Linked DNA regions of Capsicum annuum: region 2 is linked to region 1. The links are chromatin contacts, called in public Hi-C maps. All regions are on one chromosome and are shown on one strand. Each heading gives the region's core, a stretch centred on a gene start, on an enhancer-like site or on the middle of the called end of the contact. The rest is flanking DNA. Distances are from core to core; before and after follow the strand shown.

Evidence for each region. Hi-C and Micro-C count contacts between places; a contact is called where the count stands out from the background.
Region 2: a contact with region 1 is called in a Hi-C map of leaf, with 2.5 times the contacts expected there. The contact joins the enhancer-like site here to the promoter of LOC107878347 in region 1. A contact is called at or near these places in 4 of 5 Hi-C or Micro-C datasets (leaf, pericarp and placenta).

Annotation. Positions count from the first base shown.
Region 1 is chr7:206,738,146-206,742,245 of UCD10Xv1.1, forward strand. It overlaps LOC107878347 (zinc finger CCCH domain-containing protein 2), which reads left to right and starts at 2,622. Exons shown (of 1, transcript XM_016725302.2): 1 at 2,622-4,100. The coding sequence starts at 2,750. The coding sequence ends at 4,012.
Region 2 is chr7:206,777,324-206,781,893 of UCD10Xv1.1, forward strand. No RefSeq gene overlaps it. Among protein-coding and RNA genes, the nearest start is that of LOC107878345, 9.9 kb to the right of the region's middle. Within about 2 kb of position 2,073, at least 3 of the 5 cell types and tissues checked have an H3K27ac peak or open chromatin away from gene starts, as enhancers often do. A contact at or near this core is called in leaf and pericarp, where this site is marked.

The DNA.
Region 1 (4,100 bases), core at 1,372-3,871:
CAAGCAAAAAGTGTTAGGTTTTAAATTGAGAAGTACTACCAATTAATAGCACAAAAAAAAAAATCATTAACTGACACAACAAACATCTTTCAAGATAACTACAAGCTTTTGCTGTCATTCTGATTCAAGCAGGGAGTTGAGAAAAAATATTTGAGACTTCATACATAAACTTTGTGCAATTTTAGAAATTTTCATCTTGTAGTTTCTAAAGATAATAGAAAAAGTACAAAAAGGAAAAGGAAGTTTCAAAAATAAAGTTTACCAGAGCAATAATAGTTGTGTAAAAAATTCAGCCAAAAGGCTGAAGAAACAAGAGTTTAACTCAGACATACGATTGATAAAGAATACATAGCATTATTAAGTTATTCAACATATGCCAAACATGTACCTTCTATAAAAATAAGATTGACAATTTTAAACATATAGGGTTTGAGAGTTGTGTTAGTATGGATGATTAATCAGCATAATTTGATGAGCACTTTTAATATGCGTTGTTGAATGAACTTCTTTAGTATCCGCAGGAAGGAAGCAACCTAAAAATAATCTGATTCAAACTGACGATTTTATCAACGTCAAAATGACATTCGATAATCGAGTTATACTTTGTTCGCTCTTTCGAAACGTATTTTATGTCATCATAAATAAAAAATAATCTGACAATATTAAAATTCTTAACACCATTAATGAAATTAGTTAAATCAAAGAGAAATGTTACACCAAAAATTCGTAATTAAGGTGCAACAGATGATTTAAATACATTTTTCAGCCACCTCTACTATTATTAGAAAGTTTTATTTGTGTCAAAAAAAATTTAATAATATATATATTCAAATATTAGTATTATAACATTTTAATGGGAAAAATAAATCGAGCCCCTCTTATCCAAATAATAAATTACGCAAGGAGTTATAAAAAGAGGTCAAAATTAGATTCACGGAAGAAAGATGCCTACCCTATATGAGGATACATGACTATCATAAAAGAAACCTAAATTAAGAAAGAGGAAATTTAAACTACTTAATGAAAAAAATTAAAATTAAACTATTTTATTTTATAATAATTGAGACAAGAAAAATGTTACTAAGTACTTTTTAATCCGTGTGTTACCCTTCAGAAAATAATGGAAGGAGGTCAATCATCAAGGAATGCTATTATAGCCTATAAATTTTAACTAGAGGCTTTAGTTTGGAGTTTTGAGAATTGAAATTTTTGGAATAGAAATTATTTTTGTCAGTATAAGTTTGATATGGAAAAAATATATATATATATTTTTTAATCTTTTCTATTATCAATTGATCAAGAAAAACTTAAATATAATTTTCTAAAAAAATAAGTTTGAGAAATAATACTCCATTATTAACAAATTTCACATATGATATTCTATATTAATTATGTCCCCTCATTACATCTAACATACCTTACCTTACTTTAGGAGTGCTTATCGAATGATTTGATTTGATTTTGCAAATAATAGTTTAACTTAATTATTGATAATCGATTTTGAAATATGTTAAACAACTATCAAATCAATAAAATATTAATTGATTCAGTTTGACTAAACACTTATCTTTCGGTCAATGATGAAAACGATGAAATTATCAGTTATTCTTGATTATTAACTATAAAAATTGACATTCAAAAATGATTGAATAGCTTTTACAGATTTTATTAGTAACTTTTAATTCAATATTTGAATTTATTAACTCATAATGTCGCTCCCGATCAAAAATACCGTTGTTGATAAGCGATAATAATAGTAGTTGAATGAGCGGCGAACGAAAGACAAATATTTTGAGGCAAACAGGTTAATGAATTATTAAAACAGAAAAATAGTATTACTATTGGTGGTGAGTTGGAGGGGTGCCGCACAGTGGTTAATGAATTATTAATTTATTCAATATAAGAATTCGATAATCTATTTTTAAAATAATAATTTATTATTTATAAAATCAATAAATCATTTTCAATTTGTTAATTCGATAACCTGATTTCAATAGCTTAATATTTTTTTTTTTTCAATTTAAGTTATCACACACTATTGATTATAATTCAATTTTAAATACGGCCTCTATTTCACTTCACCTTATAGCCACCACATTAAGTCATTAACACTACCACCCCGATCTCTATGTATAATACTTTTTTTTAGATTATACACACATATCAAACATAAGAAAATACATTAAAAGAGAAAATCATTTTTTACACCAATAAAAATATTTTCCTTCGTATCTAACACCTCCTTAATTAACTAGACTTACGTGGCGCAATTTTTGCGTAATCGGAACAGTATTAGATTCTTGCCTAGATTAAAAAAATAAAGAACAAAAGAGGTCAAATTAGATTAACAGAAGAAGAATGCAACCCCATGTGAGGACATGACCTATCTTAAAAGAAAACCAAATTAAGAAATAAAAAAGAATACATAAAAAACAAAGAAAGGGAGAATACTGTCTTTTTCACAAAAAACTAATGTTGCATGCAGAAGAACTATGTATCGAGCTGCCACATATCAACCTTTGCATGTCAATCCCTAATACTATTAAGCCACGCACCTCCTTGCCCATCCTTCACACTATCCTCGTCATCCCTTGTAAAATTATTGTGTTTCCTAATATTAGAACTCCATTTAATTTCTTGTTATGTACTATATAAATACCTCCTCCATTCTCATCTTTTTTATCATGTACTTTCATTAACACTAGCTATATCTCTTCTTCATTCACACAAATTTCATTATTTTTCAATAATGGAAGGTCTTTGTGCTGAGTTGCACCATCATAAGTTTCATCCCTCACACCAACTTTACAAGAAGTCCCTTCGTGACATTGATATTCCACCAAGAAAATTACTGAGCCGTCGCTCTACTCTTTCATCAGTTGATTCTGATGTTTTTGACTCTCCTAAGTCTGGGTTTGGGCCTGAAACCGACACACTGTTTCAGAAGTTTTTGCCTTATAATAGTCTGGATGATGATGATGCTGACCCATACTCGTCTGACCATTTTCGTATGTACGAGTTCAAGGTGCGGAGATGTACTCGTAGCAGGAGCCATGATTGGACTGATTGCCCCTTTGCACATCCAGGTGAGAAGGCTAGGCGGAGAGATCCACGAAGGTTTCATTATTCTGGGACGGTTTGTTCAGAGTTTCGTAAGGGGAATTGCAGCAGAGGTGATAACTGTGAGTTTGCACATGGAGTATTTGAGTGCTGGTTGCATCCATCAAGGTATAGAACTGAAGCATGCAAAGATGGGAAGAACTGTAAACGAAAGGTTTGTTTCTTTGCACATACTCCTAGACAACTTCGTGTTCTTCCTCCTAGTTGTCATGATAGTGGTTCTTCACCATCACCTAGGAACTCTCCTGTTGACAAGAAGTACAGGAATTTAAGCCATTGCTGTGTTTTTTGTCACTCTGTGTCTGCTTCCCCTACTTCCACTTTAATTGGCATGTCACATATATCTCCCCCTGTTTCTCCGTCCTTCTCACCGCCTCTTTCCCCTGCTCATCGCACCCAATTTTCATCGCCCGTGTCTCGTTACACTGATCGTTTTGGGGGTCTTGGGAGTGTTGAATCGTCGTCTGTGGGTCAGATGGATCCAACTGGGTTGATGAGCTACAAAGATGCACTTACGGAATTGGTTAGCTCATTGGAAGCTATGAATGTGAATCATGAACCTGTTTCTTCACCAGCATCTGCTTCTCATCAAGCACATTTTGATGGGAATTTACCGTGGTTGGATGTGAATTTTAGTAACAATAATGGTTACGATGATCAGCAGCAGTTCCTTCTTTCGCCTTCAACTCCATTACCAAGTCCAATTTCCAATTCAAGGAGTAAATTTTACGCGAGGGAATTTCCATCTCCTAGTCCTATTTCCACCTCCAGATTGAGCTTTGTGGAAGAACCCAATAATAATAGTAATAATAGTGCTACAAACAAGTACTACAGTGACAATGGATTAGGTGGAGGACCAGATCTTGGGTGGGTCAATGATCTTTTGACTTGAAAAAAAAGTTATGGAGATTATGGGCCATTGATTTGGAGTTTAATTTGTGGTCCAGTCCGATTGATTATGATGAAAAATTATTCAAGAT
Region 2 (4,570 bases), core at 823-3,322, 39 kb after region 1:
TTTCCGGCATTCTCCCCTTCTCTCCTCTTTTCTTGCTCCGACAAATTTCACTAATAAAGAAATTGAAATTTACAATTTTAATACAATTAGTTGTCAAATTATAAATAATTTGCACATCTTTTGACAATAATGACGAATTTCACTAGTAAGACTTTCTTCCATCATCATTGTTGATGGTCAAGTCTTGCCAAGTCTCACCAAGTCTCTTCGATATTTTTTTCATTTTTTATCGTTGTAATGATATTTCAATTAAAAAATAGTATCACTCTGAATTTGCATCAGTGTTAGTTATCGTCTTTTTCTGATCCGTTGATACCGTCGTCTTTAGAGGCAATAATAGTGATACAACAAGCGTTGATTATGCTGAAGTTGAGGTGGATAAGGGGTTTGATATTTCAAATCAATTAATGTCATTTCCGATGAACATCGTTACAAAAAAAAAATCAAATTTTGATAGTTAAGGAGATGAAATATGAATTTGAAGAGTAAGAAATTTATTTTTATAAATGGAGTTTTGATTATATTGAATAGATGAAGGAGAAGCACCAAAAAAATTTTACAATGATAAAAGAATTCTGTGAATTTCTTTTCCTTTTTTTTTGTTTGGAGAGGATGAATTGTTTGGAGAAGATGAGTTGTTGGAGAAGACAAGTTATTAATGTCACATGATAACTTTCTATTGGTTTGGGGTGAATTTTAACTCATTCACGCGTTTTCTATGCGCGTCTACATGCATAGGCAAAATTTTCATCAAAATGGTATATTTACAACTGTATAGATAAGTTTCGTGAATTAATAGATCGTCTATATAGTTTAGGTGTCCTTTTGAAAAAATCAGATAAGTTGAGGGGGATTTTATGTCTTTTCTCTTTCAAAAATAACTTTAATTTATATTCATAGTCAACCACAACTCCAACTCCAACTCCAAAAAATTATGATTTTCATGGCCAAACGGCACTTATATCAACTAAATATAAGAAAATTTTCCGGAAAAATATCTTTCGGAAAAACTTTTTGCCATAGAAAATGAACTCACCAAACATACTCCAATGCACTCAAATTTTCTCTAACTACCCAATGGCCAAAGCCCCTAATAAAGCGCAAGTACCCAAGCCTAGCTAGCAAGCTAAAAGGCTTTTTTTTTTTCTTTCAATAGGCTAGGAGGCAGATTGAATTTTGGATAAAATCTTGAAACTTGACCTAACTATGCAAATGCACTTACCATGTTAAGGACTAGTGGAGTAATGCTATCTTTCTATTATGTGGCATATTTGAAATTTCATCATTCCAACTTCGAAATTTTGACCGTGAATTTATACATAAAAGTTTTATATTTTTCTAAATAAAATTTATATATATGAAAACTACCTATAGTATTGTAAATCACAATAATTAACAACTTACAATATTTAAAACATATAAAAAAAATATTGATTAAGGAAAAAACTCAGTTGACTCGAAATTTCAAGTATGTTACGTAATTGGCACTAGTTAAAGGGTGTGATCTATTAGTTTATAATGAAGAGGTTGAGAATCATAAGGCCTCGGGTTCAAATTTCAACAAATCTAAGAATATGTATGTGATTTCTTTTCATCTGTTCAAGTTATATATAATAGACAAACAAACACAGTACTTAAGCAGAGATATCATATATCTTGTGAAATTAGCTGAGATACACGCAAGTTGATAAGCCGTTACAGTTAAAAGGAAAAAGCACCAAACATGGCACGAGTAAGGAAGCTGGTTTGCACATATGATTGCACGTTGTATATATGTTCATCTTCTATGTTTCCTAGGAAGGGTACTACAGCAGGGAAGGTAGGGCAGAAAGGGCTATAATTTCAATCTATCCCTTATGGGGTAGAGGCTGCTTGCCAATATTCTTGCTATGGTTAGGTGAATGATACATTGTTGTCATAGATTCACAAGAAATGGTATGTGAAGTGGGGAAGAGCCAGCCTAACACTAAAAGTGACCTATGCTTTGTAATTGTAGAGGTCCCCCACATGCCATTTCTCTATGATCTACTGACCTATCCAATCACATATATATTCACTTACTAGATATGTTCATTCCCTTTTGTTGGTTTTATGAATGAATGCTATGCTAATGGGACAATTGGCCCATACTATACCACTATACCACTCAAAACAACTTTAATTTGTGTTGGCCGTTTGGGGCATGGCTCAATATTATTCCTTCATGAGTTGCTTAGTTTTCACACTTGTTTTCTCTATAGTGGTGTATGCAGAATGTTAGACAAGCAATGTTAACCTATATATAGTTAAGAAATAGTGAAGTTAGGAATATTTCTAAGAGTGTTCTAGAACTTATGCATAAATATAGTCATAGTTTACCTACATATAGACGGTATAATTCTCCGACAAAGGATGTTCGACTGATCACCCTTCAGCGTATCCTGGTTACAATCCGACTTGTAAATTAGGTTGAATCTAGAACTGTGATGGATAGAAGTACAAATGATAATAGGACAAAGATGAAGAAATTAGGGTGAAAAAGAAGTCTAGACCAAAACTTGTGCTCTATTTTTGTTCCAACAAACACATTTAATGTAGTTCATCACTTTTTCTTTTCTTGATAAAATATTTACTTGTCTTAGTAATAAGAAGTAAATCTATTCGAAGTTGAGGACCAATACATCCATTTGTTCTTCTATTGACTAGACAGATTTGTTTCCCTTATTAAATTTTCTAATGGAACTGCACATAGAACTTATTTGGGAAAAATGAGTGTAAGAAATGATCATCCAAACCTAGATCTCAACCATGTAAACATGTAAGGGATTCCCAACCTGTTCTCAAAGTCCAAACCCAAATCTTAATTAGGTATTATATTGGGCTGTTCTACTGAGAGAGCAGGCCCTTGACTGTGTAGTTGAATATGGGCTATGAAATAGGAATCGTGGGCTAGCTAACCACAAGGACAAATGAGGCCGCCCAAAGGGCATGTTTGTCAACATCCCTTGCACCAAAAGGTCATGTCCCTAAAAGACACAGCCCAAAATATTGAGTAGTATGGTAGAAAGGATAATATAAATCTAAAAATTACACAAATACACAACTTATGTTTTCAATATTATAAAAAATCTCAACTTCTTAAATATATTACAAAAATTTCACATATACACAAAATGCTATGTATATGTCAGCTATGTTATGTATATTAATAAGGAGAGAGAGTAAAGTAATTAAAAAAGTGGGAGAGAGTGTATTTACTTTTAAAAGATTGATAGAAAAAACAGTACTCTCTTTCTTCACTTTTATTTATTACATTTTGCTTTATAAAGGTAAATTTGATTAAACTTTGAAGTAGTTTAATTTAAAATTTAGAGTTTTAAAAATTATATAAAAATATTATAAGTTACAATAATTTTTATATTAATATGACTAAAAACTACATCTTAAAATATTAAATGAAATTTAAATAATTTAACTCTCAAAAATACAAAATGACGTAAAAATGAACTTACGGAGTAATAACACTACCACAATATTTGATGTGGATATGATTTGACGTTACCCACTCCCCAATCTATTAAACCAGGTAATTTAAAGCTAAACAATATTTGATTGAATGGAGTCAGTCAATATGTTGATAAGTCATTGACTATTATTCGTTTCTTTTAAATGCTATTTTAACTTGACATAAAATTTTAAAAAAAAAAAGAAATTTAATCTTGTATTCTTAAATTAAAGTTATGTCAAATGTATAAAATATTTTTTTAATTTTTTAGTTCTAAACATGTCATGCGAAAAGTTGAAATTAAAGTATTACCAAAAAAGAAAAGAGATAATTCTTTTTTAAACGAATTATAAAAGAAAGTAAATTATTCTTTTTTAAATAGAGGGAGTATTATTCCAAAATTTAAATAATAATATATCCATTCAATTTGACAGTACTTCAGTTATCATCAAAGAATGTGATACAGTGAATAAGGTTGTTTCTATCTTAATTAAAGGTTTCAAATTTGAGTCCTGAATATAAAAAAATTCTTGATAGAGAGTGTTATTCCTTGAGTGGAGCTCTATTCGATATAAATTTAAATTAATTAAATTCCAAAATAAGTATCCGACATCCGATATAAATTTAAATTAATTAAATTCCAAAGTAAGTATCCGACATCAAATAAAAAAAAAATTAATTTAATTTGAAAGGAAATAAAAGGAGGTGTGTGTGAGCAACAGTAGCCGCCCCAATCCCCTTCACCTTTAGTGAGGGCAATATGGCAGTCTTTTAAAGGCAGTGTGTCACGTGAGACGTGGCGATTAAACATATTCTGTTCTCCCTCTGCCTCCCATTTAACACCCACCGCCCCTTGGTAGGTAACACACGAAACATTATTTCTATTTTATACTAGAACTACAATACTAAGTTTTAAAATGATAATGTTACATAATACTTACTTAATAACTAAATATTCAACATAATACATTTTTTGAGCAGAAGCGATTGGGTGGGTTAGTCAAATTTCTGCTTAGGGAGTGGTTACATTAATTTACTTTTAAGTGCTTGAATTTTTAAATTTATTTTTGAGGTATTTAACAAAGC